Linked DNA regions of Mus musculus: region 1 is linked to region 2. The links are chromatin contacts, called in public Hi-C maps. All regions are on one chromosome and are shown on one strand. The core of a region is the stretch at or near the end of the contact, and the rest is flanking DNA. Distances in the headings are between cores, read along the strand shown. Region 1 overlaps Mrm1 (mitochondrial rRNA methyltransferase 1). Region 2 has its middle 67 kb from the start of Lhx1os.

Evidence for each region. A called contact is a pair of places that touch in the nucleus more often than the background predicts.
Region 1: a contact with region 2 is called in a Hi-C map of the MNK3 cell line, with 5 times the contacts expected there. The contact joins two enhancer-like sites. A contact is called at or near these places in 1 of 39 promoter capture datasets (embryonic stem cells), 3 of 484 Hi-C or Micro-C datasets (the MNK3 cell line, embryonic stem cells and nephron progenitors), 2 of 115 datasets of contacts at active chromatin or transcription factors (embryonic stem cells and stem cell-derived neural progenitor cells) and 1 of 9 other capture datasets (embryonic stem cells).

Annotation. Positions count from the first base shown.
Region 1 is chr11:84,811,668-84,817,740 of GRCm38.p6, forward strand. It overlaps Mrm1 (mitochondrial rRNA methyltransferase 1), which reads right to left. Exons shown (of 5, transcript NM_145433.1): 3 at 3,241-3,373; 4 at 3,022-3,141; 5 at 1,394-2,844. The coding sequence ends at 2,765. Among named protein-coding and RNA genes, the nearest start is that of Mrm1, 4.8 kb to the right of the region's middle. Within about 2 kb of position 2,259, at least 58 of the 459 cell types and tissues checked have an H3K27ac peak or open chromatin away from gene starts, as enhancers often do. A contact at or near this core is called in the MNK3 cell line, where this site is marked.
Region 2 is chr11:84,589,732-84,595,840 of GRCm38.p6, forward strand. No RefSeq gene overlaps it. Among named protein-coding and RNA genes, the nearest start is that of Lhx1os, 67 kb to the left of the region's middle. Within about 2 kb of position 3,395, at least 20 of the 459 cell types and tissues checked have an H3K27ac peak or open chromatin away from gene starts, as enhancers often do. A contact at or near this core is called in the MNK3 cell line, where this site is marked.

The sequences.
Region 1 (6,073 bases), core at 1,009-3,508, 220 kb after region 2:
AAAACAAACAAGAAGAAATATGCATCGGGTCTGGTGGCTTAGGCTGATAATCCTAGGTCTTCAGGAACCTGAGGCAGGGGGATTGCATGTCCAAAGCCTGCTTGGGATAGAGGATAAATTCAAGACCAGCCAGGGACCCTGTTTCCAAAAAAATAAAGAGGGTTGACAATATAGGTGAGTGGTCAAGTTTACCTAGTAAGAGTGTGACCCTGGGTTCAATCTCCAGGACCTCCAAAAGAGAAAAAGTGGGGCAGGTCGGGTGACTCAGTGGGTAAAAGCACTTGTCCTGAGGCCTGGCGACCTGAGTTCAATCCCCTGAACCCACATGGTAAAAGAAAAGAACTGACTCCAGCAAGTTGTCCTTTGACCTCCACCTGTGTGTCGCATGCACACGTTCATGAACATGCACTCACACGCGCACACACACTCTAGAGTGAGAGAAAGAAGAAAGAAAGGCAAGAATGTTACCAGGCTCCTTCCCTGGAGACATCTATTTATTTTTAAAGGTTTACTTATTTGTGTATATGGTGTTTTGCCTGCATGTACATTTGCACACCAGAAGAGGGCATCTGATCCCATTACAAGATGGTTGTGAGGCACCACGTGGGTGCTGGGAATGAACTCAGGACCTCAGGAAGAGCAGCCACTGCTCTAACCACTGAGCCATCTCTCCAGTCCCAGGACACTATTTAATTGATCTAGTGACCCTGGGCTTTAAGAGCTCTTCCCTACCCCATGGCTCCAAGGCCAGGCAATGTTAAAAACCTCTATATGAGTTAATAAAAATAAGAAAACAATACAAAAGGAAAAAAATCCCTGCCCTAGGCTCTTGAGTGAGGGAGCACATTGTTGGACTCGAGCTTGGTGGACCTTGGCGCATCTGTGGCAGTTGGGGACACACGGAGAAGGGCGCTGACAAAAGGGTTCACTGTCTTTCTTGGGTGGAAAGCTTTAAGGCAATTGTGGGCCCTGTGACGGTTCATCTTTATTGTTTGCCTGGGTTTGGAATCACCTGGGAGACACACCTGGGGGCATGGCTGTGAGGGTGTTCCAGGGAGGACTCAGGGATGACTCTCCCTGAGTGTGGGGAGCATTGTGCCATGGCTGGAGTCCTGGGCTAAATGAAAAGGGAAAAGGGAGCATCAGCACCCTTCACCCCACTTCCTGCCGTGATGGGGTGCACTGCCTCACACCCATCCTGCTGCTGTGTCTTCCCTGGTATGATGAATTGACAGTATTTCCTCAAACTCAAACCCTTCCCTTAGATGTTTCTGTCAGGCATTTCCCAAACAGCAACAAGACACGTTACTACTATAGGTCCTCTGTAAACAGATTCAAATTTTGTAGTAAGTGTACATAGCTGTTAGGAACCTACAAATCAACTCCAGGGAGATTACAGAGGAAAGGAGTGTTTATTTATTGAGCACCTACTACATACATCTTCCGAGGATATAAAGGAGGCATGGAGGCAACTCACCCCAACTCTTACAACATCCAGGATTCCAATTCAAGGGTTGCTGTCCTCCCATCCCACCCTCAGGGCTGTCGGTCAGATACCCGTCCATGTGTGGAGACAGTTTTGGTTTCATAATGAGAGATAGGGTGCAGACTTCTTGCCATCTGGTGGATACCTCTCACGATGCTCAGGACGGTTCCTACAACAGAGAATTATCCAGCCTAGGGCTCAGATGTAGCTCTGTTGGCAGAGTGAATGCCAGCTTGCACAAAGCTCTGGGATCTATCCTCAGCAACATATAAATTGGGCATAGTGGGGTAAGAGGATCAAAAGTTCAAGGTTATCCTCGGCTAAATAGCAAGTTTCAGGAGACCATAGATACACAGAACTGCCTCAAAAACAAAAAGAAATGGTACTGCCCAGGGTGTTCCTGCCCTTCCCAGCAGCACACAGTAGCTGCTGTGTTGGCCTTGTTCCTTTAAAGCTTATTAGGTGTTCCAGCATGCAGCCCAGAGTGAAACCACTACTTGGCAATATCACTTCTGCTCCACTTGTGGGACTCTAGAGGACGGGGCAAGCCTAGTCGGATTCCACAAAAGTAATCCTGATTTCACAGCCTCTCAGACTCAAAGAGGCAACAAGGGCCTGGGATCACAGGTTCCCTCCACGGGGCTGGACTGGCCAGTGTCTAGAAGCTGTTGGCTATTTTCCCTATCTCTAAGCCTTCCACTCCCACCTCCACAGAGGGCTCTCCTTGCAAGGGGCCTGCAAAACCATGGTGCAAAGAGCAAGACTGCCACCTAATGGAGAGACTGGGCATGACAGCTCAGCGGCTCAGGGCTCGCTGATGAGATCTGGTGTCCTATCCCCATCATCCCAAGAGACAGGAATATGCATCTGTTCAGTCAGCTTCCCTCTACAAACTCACCCTCACATCCCACACACCCTGCGCTGGACTGCCTTGCTCCTCCGCATGCCAAGAACAGCCCCCTGACTTCCACTGGGATCCAGGACAGATACTGTCTGTCCTAACCCGTCCTGGAAACTAGCGAACTACCATTTCCAACTGGATACGAAACTTCTTTTGGTCTCTAAAGTTCTCCTGACTGTAGCCAGTAAACAGGCTCTTACAAGTAGAGGGCCCATTACATCCAAGCCTGAGGACGGATGTGTGACTCATTGCGGTTCCTACACACGCACATCTCAGACAGTCAATGTCAGCCCACATTTGGCCGGTTTTTCTGACCACAGTGGTAGTAGTCCTGGGTACTGGGCCTCTCTGAGTCCTTCAGACGTAGCTAAGGGTTCTCAGGAGTCTTGGAGAAGTTGTCCTCTCTCCTGTACAGGGAAACCCTTCTTCTGACTGCAAATGGAGTGTAGAAGAATACCTAAAGGCAAGAAGAGGATAGGGTTACAACACAGGCAGGGCACGCTTGCTTTACACACACAAGGGAAGCACAGAGCGGGAAGCTTGTTCAGGTTAAATCAATCAGAAAACGGGAGGGGAGGGGAGGGGAGGGGAGGGAAGGGGAGGGGAGGGAAGGGGAGGGGAGGGGTAGACTCACCTGTGGCCACAGATACATTCAAGGACTCAAGACCAGGAGGCAGGTGGCGTCTGGGCAGAATAGTAAGGAGCAGCTGGCAGGAGGCAAAAACCTCCTGGGACAGACCAGAGCCCTCACTGCCTGCAGAACACGAGACAGTATTAGCCAGATGTCCACATGCAAATGATGTCCACATGCAGATGACATCAGCAAATATAAAAGCAGGTATACCCTACCTACCCAGCACCAGGAGGGTAGGCCGGTCCCAGACGAACTCTAAGCAGCTAGTGATGGGGACCTTGGAGGACTGGGAGATCTCAGGACCTGGGCAGCCCACTGTGCCCACCACGAGCCACCCCTGCTGGGCCTTGGCCTAGAAGAGGAAAGAAAATGCCATGTGCTGGTGCACCGAATCTTCATCAGAGCTACACGGTCAAGGACAGGTCCAGCCTTGCACACGCACATTCACTGAGAAATGTCTTCAACTTAGGAAGTCAGCCAGGACCTCTACCTGGTCTGGATTTGCTCTGGGCACTAAGGTCAAGAACATACAGACTAAAATCCCAGCTGTGGGACACAGTGATGGTAGAAGTCCCCTTTGAAGCGATGGCAAAAAGACGGGTCTGAAGATAACTAACGAGTAAGTTCTCATAGACAGTGGGAGAAGGTTACAGACTTCCAGGAAGATCTGCAAGTATGGAGGCACGAAGACCCCACCCACCTGTCATACCTAAAGACTATTAAGTTGGCCAGTGGCAGGACAATGATCACATAGGGTTAGGTCTCAAGGGTCACTGGAAACATAGGGCTTTTATACTAATAAAAAAAGCTTTGAACAGTTGTCTTAGTTTTTAAGATATGAGCTCATGAGCTGGAGAGATGGCTCAGTGGTTTAGAGCACTAACTGCTCTTTCAGAGGTCCTGAATTCAATTTCAAGCAACCACACCATGGCTCACAACCATCTGTAATGGGATCTGATGCTCGCTTCTGGGGTGTCTGAAGAGAGTGACAGTGTACTCATATACATCATATATATATATATCTCCCAGGCTGGCCTGAACCCATGGTGATCTTCCTGTCTTAAGTTTCTCAATCAAGTACTGGGATTACAAGTATGAACCACAGACCTAGTGCTTTGAAAGGTTATGAGCCAAGTGACGCAGTGTGACTCGGGCCTCAGCAGAATCATTATGCCTGCCATGCTGAGGCCCAAGCCCCAGTCCAGGGAGCTGGGGACTCCGACAAGGGTAGCAGAGGAAACAGTGAGAAATGGGGATGGTGTGACAGTAACTCCAAGGACAAGGATCTGGGGACATAGCTGTGGGATCAAGAAGTCAGAGGTAATGTCTGGGCTGGACAACTGAGCTGGGCAGGTCCTAGAAAAACAGATAGCCATGGTCAGACCTGGAAACAAGGAGTCTGAAATGCCCACTGTGGGAGCGGAGGGAGAGAGCTGTGTAGCAGAGGAGTGGAGTAATCTGGAACTGGGGAATGGAAAGTCAGGAGTACCCTTTTTCTTTTTCTCTCTGCCCTTTCCCCCCTCCCCTTTCCCCATGGCCACTTCCCTGGCCTTGGTCCTTGGGGACAGTGAACTCAAAATAAACCTGCCTTTAATTTAAAAAAAAAAAAAGAAGAAGAAGAAGAAAGAAAGTCAGGAGTTTAAATGTGACAGTGATGGGGGAGGTGGTGGTGGCGGCACACAACTTTAATCCCGGCACTTGGAAGGCAGGCAGGTTCCTGTGAGTTCAAGGCCAGGCTGATCTACAGAGTGAGTTTCAGGACAGCCAAGGATACACAAAGAAACCCCATCTCTAAATAAATATATAAATAAATAAATAAATAGATAATGGCAAGAAAGAACCAACTCCAGAGAGTTGTTCTCTGACCTCTACATGCACACACACTGTAGCACACATACCCAACACACACACACACACACATATATGTATATATATGAACTTGAGACACTGAAACAGGAGGATTGTGAATCATGAATCTGAGGTTGGCTACATAGCCGATCCTTTTCTCAAAAAGCCAATACAAGGGAATAAATGAAGCTAGGCAACTAGATTAGGGGGGAAAAATTAAGCCAATTTACACAAAAGAGATCCAAGGCCTGAGACTTGGAACATGACAGTGTTTGGAGGTCATGGGATCAAAGAGAATTCACTGGAGATGCCTACAGGAGAGTGCAGAGGCAAAGGGACGGCCAGGGGGAGTGGGTGAGGCTGTGACTCACGGACAATGTGTCTGCCTAGTGTAAGCTGAGTTTGATTGCTGAAAAAAAAGGTGATTAAAAACAAAACAAGACAAAATCAGAATGACCATATGTGCTAGATGCTGTAGACCTGTCAAGTACCTGAGAACTAAGAATGGACCTTTGAAGCAACATGAAGGATACTGTGACTGTCCGGGGCTTTGATGGGGTACGAAGGGAAGGTTCTGATTAACATGAGGTCAGATGAACACAGAAGACTCTTGGCATGCTGCAGTGGGGCTGGTATCGATGGAGCAGGCTTTGGTAGGCAGTGGGTGGGGCACAGGGCTGGCTGCTGCCTCCAGCTCTTCCCCAGTAACCAGGGGAAACAATTCTGTGGCCCAATGCTGGCAGGGAGTGTGGGGTGTGAGGAGAGAACTCCACTTCCCACCAGTCTCGGACAGTTCCTCAGAAGGGGGGCTGCCTGTGAGATGAAGCCAGACATGCTTCTAGACATGTGCTGGTCAATATGAAAATCTCAGAGCACACCAAGCCACTTCCTACAGATTTTAACTTTGTCTTCTTGTTTTGTTTTGTTTTTTACATGAGAGTTAAACTGCATGTAAGTGTACACACCACATGTGATCGATGCCTAGGGAGGCCAGAAGAGGGCACCAGATCCCTTGGAACTGGAGTCATAGATGGCAGTGAGCCACCACGTGGGTGCTGGGAATCCTCTGAGAGAGCAGTCGGTGCTCTTAACTGTTCCACCATTTCTCCAGCCCTACTACACGTGACTATTAAGGATTGAAATATGGCTATTCCAAATTGAGATGTATTATGTATAAGCATTTTAAAACGGGATTTAAGCCGGG
Region 2 (6,109 bases), core at 2,145-4,644:
CCAGGGTCTAACATTGTATGTCTGGCTCTGTACGATCTATCGAGTCATCCTTCATCCACAGTCGGAACATGGTTTGATTGACAGGACCAGGCTTGGGAAAGGGTCATGTGTTGAGGTATGGAGGGGACATGTGTTGTTGGGGGCATTCTTTCTAATGTACACTCCTGCCAGAAGATGCCTCACCCTCAGGAAGCCATGTCCATCCCTGTTGACTGGAGCAGCATCCTGTACAAATGGAAGCGCTCACACACCATAGACAGTGACTTTGCATGGTTAACAGGTTCTTACAGCCAGAAAGCCAGCCCTATGCAGCCTTGTGTTTCTAATGTGTATTCACAGAGCCTGTAACTGAGCCCTGCTTCCAGACCCTGTAGATAGGCAAGGAGTGGGAAAAGCAAAATCTGTGCTCTTGCAGGGAAACAGCTTTGGTAAAGGTAGGGGTGATAAAATGGAAAGTGTGGGTGCTAAGTAGACCAGTGCGTATGCAGAATAGTGGCATAAACCTGTACTGAGACAACAGCATTTGAGCAACGGCTCAAAGGTAGGAAGGTAGGCCTGTTCTTAATCAGTGGACAGAGCATATGGTCTTACTGGGCATAGCAAGAGGCCAGTGAGCTAGAGACAGGTGGGGTAGAGAGGAGACACCATTGTGCAGTGAGACCTGGTCTAGAAGCTCTATTTTGCACCAAGGATCCTTAGTGGCATGATCAGGATAAGTCACCTACCTAACAGGGGAGGATTAAATTCAGACACGCCTTTATTGATATGAGGGTGCCAACCCTAGTCTATCCACCTCTATTGGAACATGACTGGGAGTTCATCTGATTTACAGTTAAGTCTCAAGACCCAGAAGTGTGTCCTCCACTTGGGCTCTCCATCCAGTGGATTTGATAAGCAGTGCTGAGCCCTTAGGTGAAGCACACACATCAGGGTAAATGCAGGAAGCTTTGCGAAGGAAGCAGGCCCAGAGGATGGCAGGGAGAGCTTCCTGGAGGAGGTGCCTTTGACCTGCCAATGGGAAGGTGATAGTCACCCAAGGACCCCAGGCAGGGGAGCACAGTGATGTGTGCAAGAGCCCAGAAGCTGGGGAGAGCTAACAGTTTTGAAGGATGTCACGGTGGCTAGAAGGGAACATTAGGAGATATGCAGAGGTGTTATGGGGTGGACTCCAGTGTCAAGAATGGGTGAGCTAGGAGGAAATGTCGAAGATCAGTAAGAAGAGCAGGTGGTACTTGTGTACCTAGCAAAGTACCCAACACATAAAAGCAAAGTAGAGGGAGGTAGGGAGGGAGGGAGGGAAACTGAAGGAGGGAAATCACAGCAGCCAGCAGTAAACAGGCCGGTCCCACCTTGTTTTCAGTAGCAGTGCTGACTGTAGCTCCTGTACAACCCTGAGCTCCAGGTATGACCCCTGGAAGTTTGTGCCCCAAGGCTCCTTTTTGGCCTCTAAGGGTGGAGTCAGTGCTGTTCCTTCAGCACCTGCTGTGGGGGCGGAGCAGGGCAGGCAGCCCCGGCTCTCTGCAGTGGACACAACGTTCTGGTTCAGTGGAAGGACCTTAGATGCACAGACAAGGACACAGCAGTAAAGGATGATGTGGCCGAACCCCCTGGTTCCGTGGTGAGCAGACCCCAGGTGTGTGATCGGGAGCAGTTAAATTTCATCATTACCCTTTCTCCAATGGTGTTTTTTATAGTCTTTTTTACTACTGGCACTAAAGGTTCTGGACTCATCCTGGCGGAGTGGAGGACATCACTCGTCGAGCTGACTGCTCTGTGATATAAAAAAATGACAAGTCCTGGCTTAATCTTTCTGATAACTGTGTTCCGTGCCCCCATCCATCTCCACGGAGGGGTCTGGGCGAAGCTGGAGACAAGAGCATCTCAGCATTTAAGAATGAAAAATTAAGTGGCCTTTTTAAGCACAGCGTGGAGCCTCGTGGCTTGGTGCTGTTCTACAGATGGACCCCCCACCTCCTGGGTGAGGAAAGAGGGGAGGGGAGCAAATCTTGACAGGCAGGGACTGCTTCCTGACATGGTCTGGGGGAGTGATCCCACGTGGTATCACAGGATTGTCTGTGTGAATGTATACTTGAAAATGTGTACATTTTGTGTCCGTCTCATTAACCTCTATGTGTCTGAGCATCTATCCCCACTCTGGGAGCCTGGGAAGGACCCTACACTGCAAACCAAGAGGCCTAGGTTTGGATAGGTGAGATGGCTCAGTGGGTAGAGATGCTTGCCTCCAAATCTGACTCTCTGAGTTCAATCTCAGGGGCTCACATGGCAGAAGGAAAGAATCGATTCCTGTAAGTTGTCTTCTGACCTACCCACACATTCTATACACATGCACACACTCAATAATTGTGATAAGAATACCTAAGTGACCCAGGGTTTCATTCTTGTGACTGCTTTAGTTAACAGTGAGTTCTTTTGGCGAGTAAAAACTGACCCCCAGTTTTCTCCTCTAGCATTCTCTAGCTCATGTTCTCGCTCACTGGCTGCTAGATTCTGGGCATGGTTCATCTCTACACTGGCCCTCTTTGTCTCTGTCTATCTTATGAGACCGACATGGTAGAGGTGATAGACTAGAGAACATGGGTGCGTAGCAGACCAGTACGTATGCAGAATAGTGGCATAAACCTGTACTGAGACAGCAGCATTTGAGCAACGGCTCAAAGGTAGGAAGGTGGGCCTGCTTTAGATCACCAAGGATGCTAAGAACTGGGAGCTGGTAAGCCAGGAAAACAGCCATCCCAACCTTGACGCGAAAGACAGCTTCCAGGAGTGGTTCAAAGGTCCTTGGACCCAGGAGGGCAGATGCTGGTCTTCAGGTCCTAGGAACACCCAGATATGGGCACAGGTTTGGGGACAAAGGTAAGCAGGGTTTAGAACCTTTATGCCTAGACTCTAGTTGTGACTTGTGATCTTCAGACTCAGCTACCTTACCTGGAGAATGGAAGCAAAGGCAGCATTAGATCAAATACATAGAAAGTACTCAGTAAACACTGGTGTTCCTGAGTAAGAATCCCCCCACTCCCACACTCACATACACACACACACACACACACACCCTTTAAGTGGAATTTGCCTGTCTGTCACTTCCTAATCTCATCTCTGATGCCTTCTTGTCCTCCTTGTAGAACCGCAGCAAAGGGGACAAATGGCTGTCTGGCTTTTGATTCGAGATGCAAATGAGGAAGGGAGGGGAAGGCGAGTTGGCAGGCCCTGACTACCAGAGGACTTGTTTGTTCCTGAAAGGGCCAAACATTTGTTGCAAACAACAGCCACCTTAACAAAACCCTGTGAAACTTTCAGCAGTACCCTCCCCCACCTCCCCTGCAATCCCTTTATCACCAGCGCCTGTGGTTTGGAGAACAAGATGCCAAGCTGATAGGCCCTGGTTATCTGGGGCAGGTGGTGTTTATCTGGGACGTTTCCCCAGGCCAGGTCCCCATTGGCCTGGTGTTATCTGGACCACAGAGGGAGGGCTGGAACTTGGGTCCCCTCCCACACTGAGCAGAGTCATGGGGGCAGGCGCTTCAGATGGCAAAAGAACTGGGCAACATGGGGGCTCTCCCCTACCCAGGAAGGTTAGTGATTAAAAACTACCTGGTTAAGAATGGGAAGTTCCTATGGCAATTGCATATGGCTCTGGAAACCCTTGCCAAAGGGTAAACAGGGGGGTAGGAGTGTCTACCCTATTTTACAGATGCTGTGACCTAGATAGACATCACTGCCCAAAGATGCCCGGTCCTGTAAACCATTCCAAGATTGCAACTCTCAGAGTCTCCTGTCTCCAAAACACTGAGTGCAAGATACATACTATGACCATGGCTGAGTGCATCCCAATCCCTACAAAGGAAGAATACCAGAATACCCTAGCATTCACAGGAACATTCGCTTTATTATTCCATCTCCCTTCTGCTTCCACAGGGCTGGCTCTCTCTCTCTCTCTCTCTCTCTCTCTCTCTCTCTCTCTCTCTCCTTATGAATGTAAGGTCTCAAGTAGCTCTGGTTAGCCTTCACTCAACACGAGGTTGAAGATAACCTTGACTTTTTGAGTCCTCTGCCTCTACCTCTCAAGTGCTGGGATTATAGACCTTATGCAGGGCTAGAGATCAAACTCAGGGCAAAGGTTTACAAGCCCAGTCATATCCTCAGTAGTCCCATTAGTGTGTGCGCGCGTGAGTGCGTGCGTGCGTGCGTGTGTGCATGTAAGTGGCCACACGTGAGTGGCCACATGCATAATATGTGTCTATGATGTGTGTGAATACAGGTTTGTATGTGCCATGGTGTGTATGTGGAGGTCACAGGACAGCCACAGGCGTGGTTTGAGTTCTACCTTTCTGAGGGTCCTTTTGTTGTTGTTAGCTGCGCCATGAGCAAGGCTAGTTGGCCCATGAGCATCGCAGATTCTCCTCCCATCTGTCCATAGGAACACTGGTTCCTAGGAAAAGCTTGGAATCGGACTCCAGGAATTGAAACTCAAGTCCTCAGTCTGCACGGTAGTCGTTTACCCACTAAATCATCAGTCCCCTTTCCTTATTATTATTATTATTATTATTACATGAGGAAATAAAGATACAAAGAGGTACCGTCACCTTACTCACCTTATGGCCCAGCTGGGACTTTGAACCCAGTTCCCTGGTTCCTGTCTCTCAGTAGCCCTGCCCCTCTGCATCTCCAAGGCCCCCAGTGAAGAGGGCTTTCCCTGGCTTCTAACTTGTGAAGGCAACCACCATCTGTGCCACTCATGTGGTCCTTAATCATTTACTGCCCTTGCAAACAGCCTTCGGTTAAAAACAATCAAGTTCTGCCTTGGACACATCAGACTTTGTGTTGCTGCTGTTTGCACACATGGCCCATCTCCCCTGCTGACTGGAAGAGCCTGGAGGGCAAGAGCCAGGTGTCTGCAGAGCTCCGTCCTCCCCTCTGCTGCTCACATGCTGGGAGTGTTTGGGGAACGAATTCACAAACTTGGACTTAGTGCTTATAACACTAGCTAGTGAAGAGCCGTGGGGGGCAGGGGGTAGGGAACTATGCTGTGTAGGACCAAAGTGAAAACCAGACTCTCTACTTCAGCCTCTTGTTTCAAGGAGGCTTGTGCTCTGGTATCTGTGTGTAGGCAAGTGGCACGTCGAAGTCAGATACCAGATGCTTCTCCTTATAATTTCCAGTTTCTGCCCCCTACCCAGCCCGAGGTGCCTCTGAAGGGATGTGACTGTCTTCTGGGTTAAGCAACCGCCATCTTGGGGAGTTCAGATGTACACCTCTTGCAAAACCTCCTGGCTGGGCTAACTATTGACACCCCTTCATAGAGGGGTGGAGAGGATCACGAGGCCTTCACCTGCATGTCCAGATGGTCCATAGAACCTGTTTTACGAGACTCTGCCTTAGTTGCATGTGGCCTCTCAGAGGGGCTAGAATATAGAAGCTGGGACAGGGAAGCCCTCATCCCTGTTGGGTAAAGACTTTCTAAGCATGACCTGTTGGGGGAAAGAGCATCCACACCCCTGTAAATATCCCCTTACTTATGCTTTATAAGGAAGCCCAGTAAAGGCATTGATTCTCCAGAGGGAACTTTGGCAAAAACCCTGCCTCTGGACCTTAGGGTAGACACTTCCCCCCTAGGAAGGAATTTAGTAACAGCTAGGAAAGTATTGCCTCTTAACCTGTCTCCTTGCCTCCAGACTCCTTTCTAGTTGCAATGAGAGGAATCTTGTGCAAGCATATACACATGTGTGCCCAAGTGTGTGGAGACCAAAGGACAACCTTAGCATCATTCCTCAGTAAACAATCTACTTTGCTTTCAGAGAGAGCATTTCTCACCGGCCAAGAATTTGCCAATTAGGCCCGACTAGCTGAGCAGCAAACTTCAGGAAGCTGCCTGTTTCCATCTCCTTAACACTATGATTACAAGCATATACCTCCATGCCCAGCGTCACACACACTCTGCCTCTGTGGGCCTGGGGATCAACACTTGAGCTTGCATGGTGAGTCTTTGCCAAGGTGAGTTATCCCTCAGCCATAGAGGGATCTTAAGCCACTAGAGCTTGAGCCCATCTTGTCTATCCTTTGCAGACCTCCCAAGGTCTTCTAGATAGAGCTT